Linked DNA regions of Mus musculus: all the other regions are linked to region 3. Evidence: chromatin contacts called from public HiChIP or PLAC-seq data. All regions are on one chromosome and are shown on one strand. Each heading gives the region's core, a stretch centred on a gene start, on an enhancer-like site or on the middle of the called end of the contact. The rest is flanking DNA. Distances are from core to core; before and after follow the strand shown. Region 1 has its middle 26 kb from the start of Gm31155. Region 2 has its middle 49 kb from the start of Gm31155. Region 3 overlaps Efnb1 (ephrin B1).

What was found. HiChIP or PLAC-seq counts read pairs in DNA pulled down with a chosen protein or histone mark.
Region 1: a FOXA1 HiChIP or PLAC-seq map of pancreatic cancer cells shows a contact between it and region 3. The contact joins two enhancer-like sites. A contact is called at or near these places in 10 of 484 Hi-C or Micro-C datasets (the CH12 cell line, ECoMG myeloid progenitors, the P5424 cell line and 5 more) and 4 of 115 datasets of contacts at active chromatin or transcription factors (embryonic brain, embryonic stem cells and pancreatic cancer cells).
Region 2: a FOXA1 HiChIP or PLAC-seq map of pancreatic cancer cells shows a contact between it and region 3. The contact joins two enhancer-like sites. A contact is called at or near these places in 2 of 115 datasets of contacts at active chromatin or transcription factors (embryonic brain and pancreatic cancer cells) and 1 of 9 other capture datasets (embryonic stem cells).

What each region holds. Positions count from the first base shown.
Region 1 is chrX:99,528,920-99,533,507 of GRCm38.p6, forward strand. No RefSeq gene overlaps it. Among named protein-coding and RNA genes, the nearest start is that of Gm31155, 26 kb to the right of the region's middle. Within about 2 kb of position 2,527, at least 46 of the 459 cell types and tissues checked have an H3K27ac peak or open chromatin away from gene starts, as enhancers often do. A contact at or near this core is called in pancreatic cancer cells, where this site is marked.
Region 2 is chrX:99,604,015-99,608,818 of GRCm38.p6, forward strand. No RefSeq gene overlaps it. Among named protein-coding and RNA genes, the nearest start is that of Gm31155, 49 kb to the left of the region's middle. Within about 2 kb of position 1,312, at least 23 of the 459 cell types and tissues checked have an H3K27ac peak or open chromatin away from gene starts, as enhancers often do. A contact at or near this core is called in pancreatic cancer cells, where this site is marked.
Region 3 is chrX:99,147,183-99,152,168 of GRCm38.p6, forward strand. Efnb1 (ephrin B1) reads left to right here. Exons shown (of 5, transcript NM_010110.5): 5 at 1-1,840. The coding sequence ends at 345. Among named protein-coding and RNA genes, the nearest start is that of Efnb1, 14 kb to the left of the region's middle. Within about 2 kb of position 2,954, at least 53 of the 459 cell types and tissues checked have an H3K27ac peak or open chromatin away from gene starts, as enhancers often do. A contact at or near this core is called in pancreatic cancer cells, where this site is marked.

The sequences.
Region 1 (4,588 bases), core at 1,277-3,776, 380 kb after region 3:
TCAGGTGCCAGGGAAATAGCCAGCTGTGGGCAGCCTGCCTCGGGGGCATAGCTCATACTGAAAAGAGAGATCTTAGACAAGCAATCCCAATCAGATGAGTGCCCCTGACCCCGGCTGCATGAACAAGGATACAAGTAACTGTGCAGGCCTAGAAGACCCTGGACCTTGCGGTTCAGCTGCAAGCTGTTGGGGAATCTTGGCCTGCCTTCCCTACCTGAGGCCCAGATTAGCCTCCCTCCTCCCAAGGGCTACAGCAGTAATTGAGAGCCAGCTGTGTACCAGGCCCAATGTGACATGCTCTAAGCTACCTCATATAATCTTCACTGTGACATCTGACAATGGGAATTCCTTTTTCTCAAGGTCTCCAAAACTCATGCACGTATAGATCCAGTATTTATTGAGTAGTGATGTACCAAGCACTTGGCTAAATGCTGAAGATCACAACTGTGGGTGAGGTCCTTTTTCTTTTGGGGATTCCGTTTTGTTTCTGGCCACAGAAAGAACTTGAAAGTGATTGGTTCCTAGATCCTCCTGCTTCAGTTTCTCCCTACAGGTGTAAATCCTCTTCAGCAGAAGTGCTCAGGTTGCTCTGTGACTGGAAGTGGGGAAAGCACTGTTCACATCTTGTCATCATGGCTCTTGCCCATTCGTTCCATCCTTGTCTAATTGATTGGCAACTACTTTCTTTTAACTGGGCTTACTTGGGGACAACACAAACCTTTGTGCCAAACTGAGCAGCAAGATCCGTTATATCATTTGGGCTGGTTCTGTTGTTTTCCTAATAAACCTTCAAGTGAGTATGTCCAGCTGTGGTTGTGGCTGTGGTTGCGGCTCGGTGGTAGAATGTTGACTTAGTGTGTGCAAGCCCCAGCACACAATAACTGAGTTGGTTACTCACGCCATAAGAATGCTTATTTATGCACTATAATCTTATAATACCAGTCGTATTAACATCTTCCTTCTGTGGCTCTGGGGAAGGATGAGGATAGAAAATTCGAGCCCCCCCCCCCTTCATGGAGGGGAATGTGGGTAAAGAGTGCCTTCTCACCTATGTCAAGAAGCAGCTTTGATAAACTCTGAACATACTGGGCCCAGAAATACCCCACTGTAAAGCTGTGTGGTACACGAGAGAAGCCAGAAAAGACATGAGGAAGAAGGGCGGTGGCTAGGTAGCCCTTAGAATGTGAGTGATGTCTCACAAACTCCCCAATACCTGATCAATCACTGATTTCCAGAAGACCCGAGGAAAATGGGATGGGAGGGAGGTCTAGGGCTGGAGCATCTTTGAGGAAGCCTGGTAATGTGTATGCATTATGCAGATTCTGTGTGCCCTTCATATGATGGCACAATTCAGGCCAAGTCTACCCATATTTGATGAGATTGGTGAGCCCAGATCATGGTGGCCACCTGGCCCCGACCAAATAACTTCATTGTACATCACTTGCCCTGTTTTACAAACAAGGAGGGAAGAGGACCTTCCTTACACCCTGGCTATGAGGAGTAGCTGACACAAAATGTATGAATGGAACCTCACCCAGATATTATCCTGAGTATTCAAAGAATTCAATACGCATGCTTTGGCTCCTTTGGTTCGCAAGGCAATGTTCCAGGCATCTGAGTGTGTGTGGAGGAGGGGGGAGGAGGGGAGGGGGAGGGATGTGGAGGGGGTGTGGAGGGGGCGTGGAGGGGGGGTGTGGAGATGAGCACAGTACTGTCCTTACAGCCGAGAAGCCAAAACAGACACACTGTTTGGTTTGAACCCTATGAAATGGCCAACATTCAACCAGTTTTTGGCCCACAACCCAGTACTACTCTGACATGCGGATCAGACAGCAAAGTAAGCACAGAACAGGACGGGGGTAGGAGAGAGACTTTCTGGAAGAATGAGGGCTGGCTCCTCCGAGCAGTCTGCTTCCAGAGACTTGAAGGTCTTGAAACGGTGGACTGCAGTGGGCTGAGAGTCAGCCAGGCAAGCCTGCCAGGCTGGAAGTCGTGAAGGACAGCTGAGCCCAGGGAGCTGGGTGGGACACATTGTGGAGGGTCTTAGCTGGTGACTTTGAAATTGAGCCTTAGGGGTTGGCAAACAGAAGCTGCTATCGTCCCTTCATGTTTAGTGAGCTGAGTGGCCCAAAGTGGCCCAGCAGCTTTGTAACTCTGCCACAGGAAGCAGGGGCAGCAGCAGGAGAAACTAGCCAAAAAAAAAAAAAAAAAAAAAAAAAGAAGGTTCTGGAACGGAGCTGGGAAAATGTATTCTTGAGTGGCCAAGGGAGGCTGAGGAATGTTTTCCCCTGGAGACCTTGTAGGGAAGTCTTTAATAAAGTCTGGTCTTAGAACAGTTCTGCCCAGAGGCCCTGGACCAGATGACCTATTTGGGCTCTTTCCAGTCTGCAGCATAGGTGATCTCATCGTTTCCTATTCCTCTGGATAGGGCAACCTCTCCCAATCACACTCACTGGGGCTATTCCTCCCCTTAGAGATCCCATGTTCCCAGAGCTGCAGCTCTTCCGGTTGATGATTCACAACATTGTCAGCAAAATCATGCCAGTGTCTAGCCGCCATCCTCCTTGCTGTCAGCCTGAGTCAGCATAGCTGTTCTCTCACTGTCCCTTGGAGGTGATAAAGCATAGATGAGTCTACAGAGACAAGGTACATCTCACCAACACAGGGGGCTTTTAACTCAAAGAGCCTAGATTTGAGTCTTGGCAAGTTGTATGAGCCTGAGAAAGTCTTTTATGGGCAGGGAGTAAGTAAACTGACATTTGTGGCTTGTTACTAGAGACTCTATACTTATTTGCTGAATGAATCTGATAGAGGCATTATTTATTTGATGGGAAGAACAGTGAGGCTCCATGATGCTCACCATTTATTCATGGTCCAACTGGTACGTGATGCAGCTACAGTTGAAGGAAGGTTCATACTTTAGCCTATGGTGGCAGCTGTTGCTTTATCATGTGCAGCCTTAATTTCTATTACCTATAAGCTGGTGGTAATACTCTCTGGTCCACTGAGTTACTAGGAGGAATCAAAAGATACATATTTGCAGGGTATGATGGCATATGCCTGAAATCTTAGTACTCCAGGGGGGAAGAAAAAAGGATCAAGAGTTCAAGGCTAGTTAGTTTGGGCTATATAGTGAAACCCTGTATCAAAAGTCAAAACAAAACTCCCTTCTTATGGCATGGGAGGGATATATAAACCCAAATGTGCAGATACTAAGAACTGTAAAAACTCAACCCTAGTCACACCTCTAGGCTTCTTTGCTTTGGTCTGGAACTCTTTTTCCATCTCAGCTCTTACTGCATTGGATTGTCATATACATGTCATTTACATGGCAGTGTAAGGGATGGAACCCTAGGGCCTTGTGCATGCTATGCAAGTACTCTTCCATTGAGTCATCCCAGCCCTGTCAAGCCTTTCTTTAGCATGTTTGCTTGCCTAATTCACTCGGGAGCATCTCCAGGGCATGTTGCCTGCCCTGGCTCGTGGTAGCGTGCAAGAAGCCCAGCTTAAGTGGCTCGTGGATTCACAGCTTTCCCCAGCCTTGCAATGCCTTTAGAGTTCCAATTACCCTCCCTCCTCTTGGCTCCAGACCCATCATCTCCCCACACAGAAGCTAGCATCCTCCCTCCTACCTGCCACTAGCCATGCTGACCTTGGCCAGCTGGATCCCAGTCTTCAGCATGTAGCTTTAGCCTCTTTGAGCTCTTTGCACAATTCCACTGCTCTACCGTTGCCAGGATACTGATAGAATAAATGACATGCTTCGGTTATGCTCATATGCTGTGCACTTTCCTACTTCTGTACCTTGGCTCCAGTGCTTTGGCAGAATGTCCTTGCTCACCCAATGTCCCCATTTATGAAGTCCCTCCTGACCACTCACTTTCAACATTCCATGCATCCCCGCTACAAAGCAATAACCTTTACAGGGCTCCCTGCACCTTCTACCTTCTTAGGAATCACCTGCATTCATTGTGTGGGCACAGGCAAGCTCCTATCTCTATTCTGGCCCTTGGCCTCCTATCTCTACCCATGTCTAGTGACTCCTCCCAATTTTGCCTTTTTATGATCTTGCTTTTGGAAAGGTTAGGAGGTGACAAGTCACAAAAGAGTCCCAAGTAGGACCTTCGAGGCTTGAGAGCATGTGCTCTGCTCCCGGGCCTACAAATCAGCTTCTCAGATCTTACATGCTAATTGGCTTGCTTAATAAAGGGATAAATAAATATCTGCTTAACATGATTACTGTCAGAGTCCTGAGCTCCAGAGCCTTCCCATCCTTGGGGTTTTACTACAGGAGAAGCTAATTAGCTCTAATTAGGCAACTCCCAGGTGCCTTAGACAGAGAAAATGGTGGGGGTAGATGGGGAGAGTGGAAGGCAGGTGGGGAGGGGGCAGGAAAGCGACCTAACTCACCCCTCCCCACTCCTGTGCAGGCTACTCAAGCCTGACCTGCTATAGACTCTTCAGGTACCTGGTTCAGAACTTCATCCACCTGAGATCAGGGAAGGAAACATTTGGAGAAGCTACCGGGTGCTGGATCCTGCACCAGCCATATTCTCTGCACAATCTCATTTGATTGTCATAGTGAAGC
Region 2 (4,804 bases), core at 62-2,561, 460 kb after region 3:
TCTTTGGCACGGTATCAGTTCTGTCCTCCCAACAGCTGGCTGTGGAGAAGTTCACTATTAGCACTCAACGTCCTCTTGGTTTTAACAGAGGGGAGACTGGATGTCAGACCTCGGTAGAGTCCTGAGCAGTCAGTGCACACACATGCTGGGTGATCTTAGGCAGGTTCTTCTACCTGTTGGAACCCCATGGTCCTCCTTTCAGAACAGTGCCAGCACTTATGTGGACTCACAGGGTTATACTGAGAGAAGCATCCAGGAAGCTCCAAAGCTGTCAGTAACCTGCTGTTACCAGTCCTGGGAGCCACCCTTCTCCCCTCCTTCCCTTCCTTGTGCACCACGTGCCACAGATTTTGTGTGTGTGTGAGGTAGAGAGAAGAATGCAGGCAGCTGATGGGGGTTTGGTCTTTGGGGTCCTATGCTGCTGCCACACTTGGCCTGTGGCAACATGGGCTCCTGCGTTCTGTCAACCATAGTTTCTGAGTAATCCAAGAAAACCCGGGTCCTTCCTCTGGCTGTCGTCTGACTCAAGGGGAGGACTGGATGAGTGTTGAAACTGTGCTCCAGTCACAGGAAGATCTGCTGGAGAGGGGGAGGGGTGTCCCTGGCAGGTAGGGGAAAGGCCAAAGGGAGGAAGTGGGGGTGGGATTTCACCTTCCTTCAGGTCCCTGGCCCCTCAACAGCAGGTCTCCAGCTCTGGAACCTAGGAGAAACCAGGGTTTGTCTTCCTGGACACTTCATTTCAGAGCCTGTTCCCCTCACCTGTGAAGAATAGATAAGACCCCCCGACACACACACACACACACACACACACACACACACCCAGGTGAGTCAGTAGAAGAGAGAAGATCCGTGTGCCCACAGGAAAGCTGCACAGTCATGTGTGGGCTTTTGTTTCATCGTCTGTACAACTGGCAGTCAAGTGTCTGCCTTCCCCGGTGCTGGGAAGATCGATCAAGGCGTTCTCTGGGCACCCCTTCCCACCCCTGCTGGCTCACTGTAGTTTATTGTTTAGGACCTGTGAAAAGGTTCCATGTTTGCTTTGAGACTGGGCCTGGAGTCAGCGATCCTCCCACCGTAGCTGCTAGCATCATGGGCAAACACCACCATGCCAAGCCTGGCTCCCTTTCCTGAGAAATCACATTAACACCCCCCCCCCCCAGCACAGCCACCCTCTCTGACTGCCTGTTGCGCCTCTGTCTGGACTTTGACCCTCATGTGTCATCATGACAGATCTCCTTGTCTTGCCAGACTCTAGTCCCTGCCTGTTCCTGGTTTCCTCTGTGCCTTGGACCTGGCATGGAGCCTGCGCGCAGTAAACCTTTGCAGGGTGAATGAGAGTGTGCCTCCTCGTGCTGCTGTGCAGTACAGCTATGAAGAGTTGTTAGTCAGACATTTGTCTTTGAAACGTACAATTCTTTGTATCCTCACAGGCGTTGACCTCCTTTGCCTTTTTCCCGGCTGGACTTCACCTCTTCTTCAGCAGATGCCCCTGGGCTGTGAGCAGCAGGGCAAGGATGACACTGGGCTGACAAACTGGGCGGGGAGGGGGCACATCTGGTAGATTCCAGGGCCAGCTGGGGCAGTGTGTGCTTGCTCCTGGCCTCTCTGCCTTGCTCTTCCGCTCTGCTGAGCTCACTGCAGCCAGCTGCAGACACCTCATCATTGTACTGATGGAGCTGAGCTGGAGGCAGTTCAGAGGAGAGCTGGAGAGCAGTGTGGGGTGGTAGGACCTGGTGCACAGGTGGCTAGCCAGACCATGCCAATGAGCTGGCCCACAGGGAACCTGAGAAGCTTAGCATCTGTGTGCCAGTCTGCAGAGCAATGGAAGAGATGAGCTATCTGGGAAGACAGACAAACCGACAGACAGACTGGATACTTAAAGTAAACAGGCTGCTTTCACCACAGGCAGGCTTGGACACCCTGCAGAAGCCAGCATCTTTTCGAACCTTCATTGGGTGTCATCACCATGTCTGAGGAAAGACCAAACTCTTGGAGACTGAAGTCAAGGAAAGAGGCTGCCATCATGGGGGAAGGGGTCTGGCAATTCTCGGGGATAGTCAAGGTCAGTGGAGGGAATTCATAGGTGATCCAGAGTGCCCTAGCTGTCTAAGGTAGGAGGAGACTTTGGCCTCAGCAAAGAGAAGGACTTTGGCAGCATCCTCTGTATGTCACTGGAGCAGCCTGCTTGGAAATCCTGGGGCCAATGGACTCCTTCCACTCTGCTTTGTTTTACCTTAGGAGCTGAGGTAGCTCTTACCAGTCTTCACCCTGACACCTGCCTAGGGACACGTCCCATACCCTTCCCCGCCACTGTTTGGTGTTCTTCACAGCATTACACACACTTTTAAATGTACCAGTCACCTTCCCCACCCTCAACATGGAAACTCCTTAAGAGTCTGGAGCACATGTACCATACAGCACATGTATACACATGCAGCACACTAAATGACTAAACAAACTAGGATGGAATTTCCCTTTTAGAAAAATGGTCCAGCCTGAGCAGAGACGATTCAAGCACAGACATGTGCCACAGGCATCCCTGGGCTTTTTACTTCATTGAAGAAAACATTTGTCCCTTTTCAAGGCAGTGTTGAGAGAGAGAGAGAGAGAGAGAGAGAGAGAGAGAGAGAGAGAGAGACCCTGCTTTTACAGACCTCGTTGTAAGTCACGGGGAACTTAGCCAGTGATAAGAAAGAAAGTCTTTCTTTCTTGATAGGAAAGAAAGTCATGGGCAGGGCTGATGAGACTGGGCTCGCTTATTCTTCATAAGAGAAGGACAGTTTTGCATGGAAAATTCAAATCCAGTGGCCATTTTAGTGGAAAGCTAAAGGTGTTGAAGGTAGCCCAAGGTCATCAGAAGATGAAACATGAAACTCCTGAAATTGGCATGTGCCTGACGAGAGTGCAGAGATCTGGGTGGCTTGAGTATTTGAAACACATAATGGTGACAGGATGCTTGGGTCTAGATGCCAATGACCTATTGGTTAATTTCTTATGTTATTTACAAACCAAGAACCAAGGACTGCCAAGCATTGGGAAAAGCTTTCAAAGGAGACTGACCCCGCTTGCTCCTTTCCGGAGCTCTAGTCCTGAGCAGTTCCCGTGGGTGTTTTCTTTTCTTCCTTACCTATGGCTACAGAACACTTTCCATAAGTTTGGCTGAAGACCATGATAGCTGCAGGTAGTAATGTCTGGGGAGCATTTGATTGCTACCTACTGTCCTTAATCCTGCCAGGCTTCCCCCCTTTGCCTACTGAAGGGCAAAGTGGGCAAAACTGTTATTTGATAGATGTAAAAATAACGATGTATAGAGAGTGTGCCCACAGTCAATTACAAAGCACTTCCCATCCCACCTTTTCATGGACCTTGGCATTTTAGCCTTGTAATTTTGTTTGGTTTGCTTTTTTTTGTTGCAGGTAAGCTCTTAATTATGTAGCCCCAATTAGCTTTGAACGTGAGATCTTCTTGCCCAGGACTGTATGTGTGTACTACTACTACAGGCAGCCATTCTAGCCTCTTTTGAGGGAAGAAGAAAAAAGACAGAGAGGTTGAGATTTTGCAAGGCCATACAGCTAGTTCATGATGGTGCTGGAACTGCCTCTGGGGAAGGAGTGGGGGGATTGGGAGGTGAAGCCCAGGAGACATCACTGTCACTGACATGGAGGGCATCCTATCTGAATCACATGGCATAAGAGAACTAATGTGGACTTTAAAGTCAGACAGCCTAGGATTAGAATCGCAGAGGTTTAGGATTGAGGTGTGACTCAGTGCAGAGGTTTAGGATTGAGGTGTGACTCAGTGCCGGAGTCTTTGCTCAGCATCAGCATCCATGAGGACTTGGGTTCAACAACAAGCCCTTCAACTACAAGCAAAGGACTTCTGAAGTGTTGTGGGACTCGAGCACCACATTAGCCTGTTTCCTGAAGGCTAATTAGACTGAAAACTCTCTGCTTTGTGTGCTTGTTATGGACTTAACATAATCCCCACTGCATGCGTGCCCCATATGGTACCTAGCACGCAGCAAATGCTGGTTCTTATATGCACATGTTTGCTAAGTTATGTCTGAATGAAGTGAAACATCAGTTTTGAGGGTAATTGGGGCTGGGGCTGGGCCTGGATAGTACACCACTGAATGAAATATACTTGCCAGCAAGTAAGTGCTCCCAGACCTTGCTCCCAGATACCTCTAGGACCAGGTCACAGCAATGTGGATCCAGCTCCTATTTTAGGAAGAAAAAGAGCTGGCTGAGGCCAGCCTATCTCTTAGTGGGGTGAGTCTCTTCCCACCTCCCCTCTCTACGCAGGCCTCCAGAGCAAGCAGCCTCTCCCAGCTGCCCCTCCCCTCCCCCACCTGCAGGTCCCTTGGGAAGGCTCTGGGCTGTTTAATGGGGTGGAGCTGTCTTTAATCTGCTCCGTAAATGTTTGCTGGATCCTCATTAGAAACCATAATGTCCTATTAATATGCTGATGAGATTTCATTTGGGGAAGAGTAGCTGGGAGGATATGGGGTGGGGGTGGGGTGACAGGATTCATCCAGGGTATCCCAGGAGAGAAAGCATATATAGCTCTGTTCCTGGAGCCTCCCCTGCTCCTTGGGAAAGTCAGGGAGACCCAGGCTCAGGCCCTATTCTTTCCTTTGCACAGGCCCCAGGGGTCTGAGTCAGCTACCATGGGGACTGGCACACACAACTCTCCACGCCTCACCCATGAATACCACCCGGGGCCCCACCCTGGTGGCCAAGGTTAGTCACCAAAGCCTACACTCATTCTTCATCTTTTCCTATCACGGGTGTCTAACTGATGG
Region 3 (4,986 bases), core at 1,704-4,203:
TTCTTCAACTCCAAGGTAGCATTGTTCGCAGCCGTCGGCGCCGGCTGTGTCATCTTCCTGCTCATCATCATCTTCTTGACAGTCCTACTACTCAAGCTCCGCAAGCGCCATCGCAAGCATACACAGCAGCGGGCGGCTGCCCTCTCGCTCAGTACCCTAGCCAGCCCCAAAGGGGGTAGTGGTACAGCGGGCACCGAGCCCAGCGACATCATCATCCCCTTACGGACTACAGAGAACAACTACTGCCCCCACTATGAGAAGGTGAGTGGGGACTACGGGCATCCTGTCTACATCGTCCAGGAGATGCCCCCTCAGAGCCCGGCGAACATCTACTACAAGGTTTGAAGGCCCAGCATGGCCTCAGGCCCCACAGGACACATGGCCTGGATCGGCCGCTCTCTTCTCCCCCACACCCCTGCCCTTGCCAGCTGTGCCCACCTTTGTATTTAGTTTTGTAGTTTCTTGGCTTTTATAATCCCCTTTTTCTTGCCCCCTGGGCTTCGGAGGGGGGTGCTTGTGCCCCCAATCCCCATGCTCTTGTGCCTTCCCCCTCTGGCCAGGCCTCTGGGCTCCGTGGGGGTGCCCTTTCTAGGAGGGCAGGGTTGGACACTGACGGACTGCAGGCAGGGAGGTAGCCCCCTGGCCCTGCCCCCTCCTCATCCCTTCACCCATCCCCAGGACTGCTCGTCCACTATCATCACTGTTTTTAATGCTTTTGTGTTGATTTTTTTTAAAGCTGTCAACTCATTTTCATCTGTTTTTTTTTTTTTGAGAAAAAAAAATGGGAAAATGTACAAGGCAGCCCCTTCCCAGGCTTTCTGAGCCTGGCCTGACCCAGTCTAAGAGGGCCTGGGGCAGGATGTGGCCAGCCAGGAAACATAGGATGGCATTTCTTTTATAGACTCCTTAGTAGTTCAGGGGAGTGGGGGAGGGTAGGCCAGGGCTATTTCTGCCCACCGAGGAGAGAAGAGCGCCACCCTCCTTTTTGGACCCTCATGAGACAATGCTGTTCCTAGCAGTGGGGTAGTGACTACCACCCTTCTACCAAAAAAAAAAAAAAATCCCTTCCTTGTGGGATTCTTGGGCATCTCCTGCCTCCTTCACTCTCACGGTAATTAATGTCTTAATTGGCTGTTGCCTGGGGAACAGGAGAGCTGCTGCAGGCAGATGACCTCATGGGGGGTGGAGGGAGGTGAGGTGCCCAGGTGGCTATTTGCCCTGCAGAGCTGGGAGTTCCCCCCACCACCACCACCCTGTTCTCTCCTTATCTTTGGCATCTTTGGTTCAAGGTGGAGATCTTAAGCGGGTGTAAGGCCAGGCGGCCTGCTCCTTCCCTGGGTTCTAGTACAAAGCACACACACCCCCCACTCACTCAATATGGCTCCCACTGTCCCCCCACCCCACCCCCCGCCCCGAGTTTGGAGCTGGGGCCTGGAAAGAGGAAGAGGCTGCTTGGGGCTGGGCCAGCCTGCAGTGCACTTTGACCCCAGCTCCTTGGCAGCACGGCTGCTAACAGACTGCCACTCAACTGTGCCTCGCAGGCACTCCCAGGGCTGCCATGGAAGGAGCTGGGCCTTACACCACCCACCTCCACACTGCCTCCTGGCCAGCTGCCCACCCCGGTGCCAGGTGGGAGAGGGAGCAAAACAGCCAGCCCCTTCCAGGTGGCAGTCGGAAGGGATTTTTGTTTTTGATTCTGTTGCCATTTGTGTAAATACTAGTCTTTTTTGGAAGAAATAATGTAAAGATGTTTTGTATAAACTCTGAATTATTTTCTTGTTGCTTTTTTCTTAGAAAAAAAATGAGAACTAAAAAAAAAAAAAAAAATTAACCACATGGAGAAATGAGTGTAAACTAGTGTCATGATGTCGGGGAATGAAGTGTGATAGTGTGTCTGTATGTGCCTGTGCCTGTACTTGTGTGTGTGAGAAAATTCCTTTGCCAAACCAGAGATGATCAGGGCCAGTGGCTGTCCTGTGAAGCAAGCTCGTTAAAGTGCCCATGTGCTTCCTGCCGCTTTCTGCCTCCTAAGTGTCTTGGCCTCCTTGTTCCGCTGCCCTGTAGCCTGAGGTCCCCCCTCCCCCCAGCCATCCCGTCACCGCTGTGGCGCAGACCATAGGCATCTGCCCTGGCTGGCACCAGGCTCAGACAGAAAAGGTTGATGGAGAGGGGGTGTTCCCATGGGGAACCTGGGTGTGTCTCCAGGTACTGCCACCACCTGGTTGGAACTAAATGTGGAACCCTATGGCAGGCCCAACCCTGTCCTGCCCCAAGATGTCTGAAGCTGGAGAGAACCGACGTCCAAAGATGGCTCACTGGGCACTAGGGTGACTTCATACTGCCCATTTGGCCTCTCAGCCAAAACAATCTTCCTTTTCCTGTCTTCACAATGGGAGCTACACCAGAGGTGCCGCCATGGCATACTTGGTGGCTTCTGGCTGGCAGTGAAGGCCCTACAGCTAGAACAGCACTGACTGCCCAGGCTCCCTTCCACAGGTCGATGAGTAATTGATGTGTTCAGGTCAGAAAGTGCTGAGGGGTCCTAAGCAGGGTTGGCTTTCCATCCTTTGACAAGAGGTACAGACTGGCAGGGCCCAGAGGAGCCTGTGAACTTTTCAAGGGACCACCTCTGCCAATGGCTAAGACAGCTATCAGGGGAGGCGGAAAAGTGAGATCCCACCAGCTAAAAATGGGTGAGAAAGTGATAGAGGGAAGGAGGAGGAGGAGGGATGAGGGTGTGAGCGAGGGATCCAGCAGGAAGCCCACTGGAACAGGCAAGGAGCAGGCCCAGCTCCCAGACAAGTGGGGAGCACTGAGAAGGAAGGGGGAGGAGGGCCTTGAGAATGTGGGACTTGCCAGGGGAGGGAAAAGAGGCTGGTCTAGAATAGGGCTGGGCCAGCCTAGGGTGCTGCTGGAGCCAACTGGGGCAGAGTCTGTTTATTTGGTTTCTCATTAACCAAAGGAAGTGCTTGGATCAGATCAGGCCTCTGCTGTTTGACTGCTTGCCCTGAGTGGGGCCCAGCCTGAGCTGGGAGTCTCTGACCAGGGCTAGCTCTGGACAGATGATTGTCTCTGACCTCAAGGTGGGTGAGCCTGACGTAGACCTCCCCAATCTTGTCCTTTAGCAGTCCCCTAACCTGGTGATGGATGGGGTGAGGTAGGGGACAGGAGTAGGATCCCGGAAGTAAGATGTGGGGATGTAAAGAGGAATTAGGAGGAGACAAAGGAAAGTCTGGGCCGTCCTACCCAACCCCAGAAAGCTTCTGGCGCGCTGCTTCCTGGCATGAGTGCCATGGCTGGTGTTCCTGGGTACGCCGTGTAGAAGTGGCCTTCGCCAGGAGCCTAGCTGCACTTTTGTCAAGTATGTAACATGGCCCATCTCTCTGAGCTGCAGAAGATGCATTATGAAAATGGCAGGTAGGGAAATTGCTTGCCTCATATTTGATGGGAGGAACTGAGACCCAGCAAGGCATAATGTATCCAGAAATGCACACCAGGTGAAGAGGGTCATGAGGGACTCAAATCAGAGAAGTTCCCAGACAGGGAAGCAGGTGATCCCCCCCACACACACCCCTCACTTCTCCATTTGCCTCTTCCTTGCCAGCCTTGAGGAACAAGAGTCCTTCTTACCCAGTTCCCTCACCCTCTCATCTGGGTCAGGGAAGGGCCAGGCTTAGCTCCAGGGAGGCAGAAGGGGTGGTCCTCTAGTGGGATGGGCTCCAAAGCAGCCCCACCCTCTACTCGCCTTCCTGTCCCAGCTGGGCCCTAGCTCCTGGTGAGTCAGGGATAGAGGATGCTTCCCAGGTGAGGGTGGGGCTGCCTGGCTTCCTCTGCAGGCAGAACCCAATTGACCTAGGAAATCCAACCGAGCTGCTGTTACCCAGGCCTGGGTTCCCCAGAAAGGGACGACCAGCTTTGTAGAATTTGAAGGCCGAAGCTCCTTTGAGTTGGTTGAGACCCAGTCAATTTTAAGAGGTTAGGCTGCATTCCCAATGTTTGTGGGATGTGGCTGGCTCGGGACCCTCTAAAGCAGGGTAAAAATGGGTCCAAAAATCAAAGGAGGGTTGCAACCCACCTGGGGATGTCCTAGGTTGGACCCTGCTAAGCAAGTGGCCCTCTGACCAGCTGGTGCCAATCACTCTTGGAAACCTAACCCACCTACCCAGACATGTAACAATCCTAGTGACAACCCATCTCGGTCAGCCTAAGGAGTGTCCTTGTCCATCTGCTGCTGATGGTACAGCTGGCCATCAGATCTTGGCTCCTCCCTTGGGAAACACCTGAAGGGGGTGGGGGAAGCAGCACCTGCCCAAGGTAGAGGTCACAGAGCCCTGGGCAAGAGGGATCGAAGGGCATGGGGAGGAAAGTCATTGCAGGTTTTGTTTCTGGGGGTTGATTATTATTCATCTGGCCAAGAAAAGGGGAAGAGGAAATGCTGGAGGTTATGGGGAAAGAGGAATTTAAAGGTCTGTGGAAGGTAAGAGGTTTGCCAAGGGGCCTTTTGATCCGGGACTCCTCGTTTGACCAGACCACTGCCTTGTGTGTGTGTGTGTGTGTGTGTGTGTGTGTGTGTTTGTGTGTGTGTGTGTGTGTGTGTGCGTGCATTGTCCTCTCTGATAATGTAGAGGTAGTATGAGATTTGTCCATTTTCCTTAAAACAATCCCAGCAATACATGAGATTCCTGACCCCAGGTCCCCCAAGTTCTCAGAGTCTTTTAGTACTTGGCTGAATTAGATCGGCTTACTCTGTGACTGGGTGGTGGGAATGTGAGAGGCAGATTAAACATATGCAGATTCAAAACTGGGCTTCTAAAGTCAGTCTTTCATTCATTCGTGCATTTTTTTTTTTTTTTTGCCAACAAATGTTGGATACATGGCACACTGAGGCTTCTTCAGTGACAATGTAGTGGATAGTTTGGCTTTCCGGTGCTCCACATGCAGTTTTCATCATAACTAATCAAAGCTGGCCTCTTGCAAGGCTCCTAA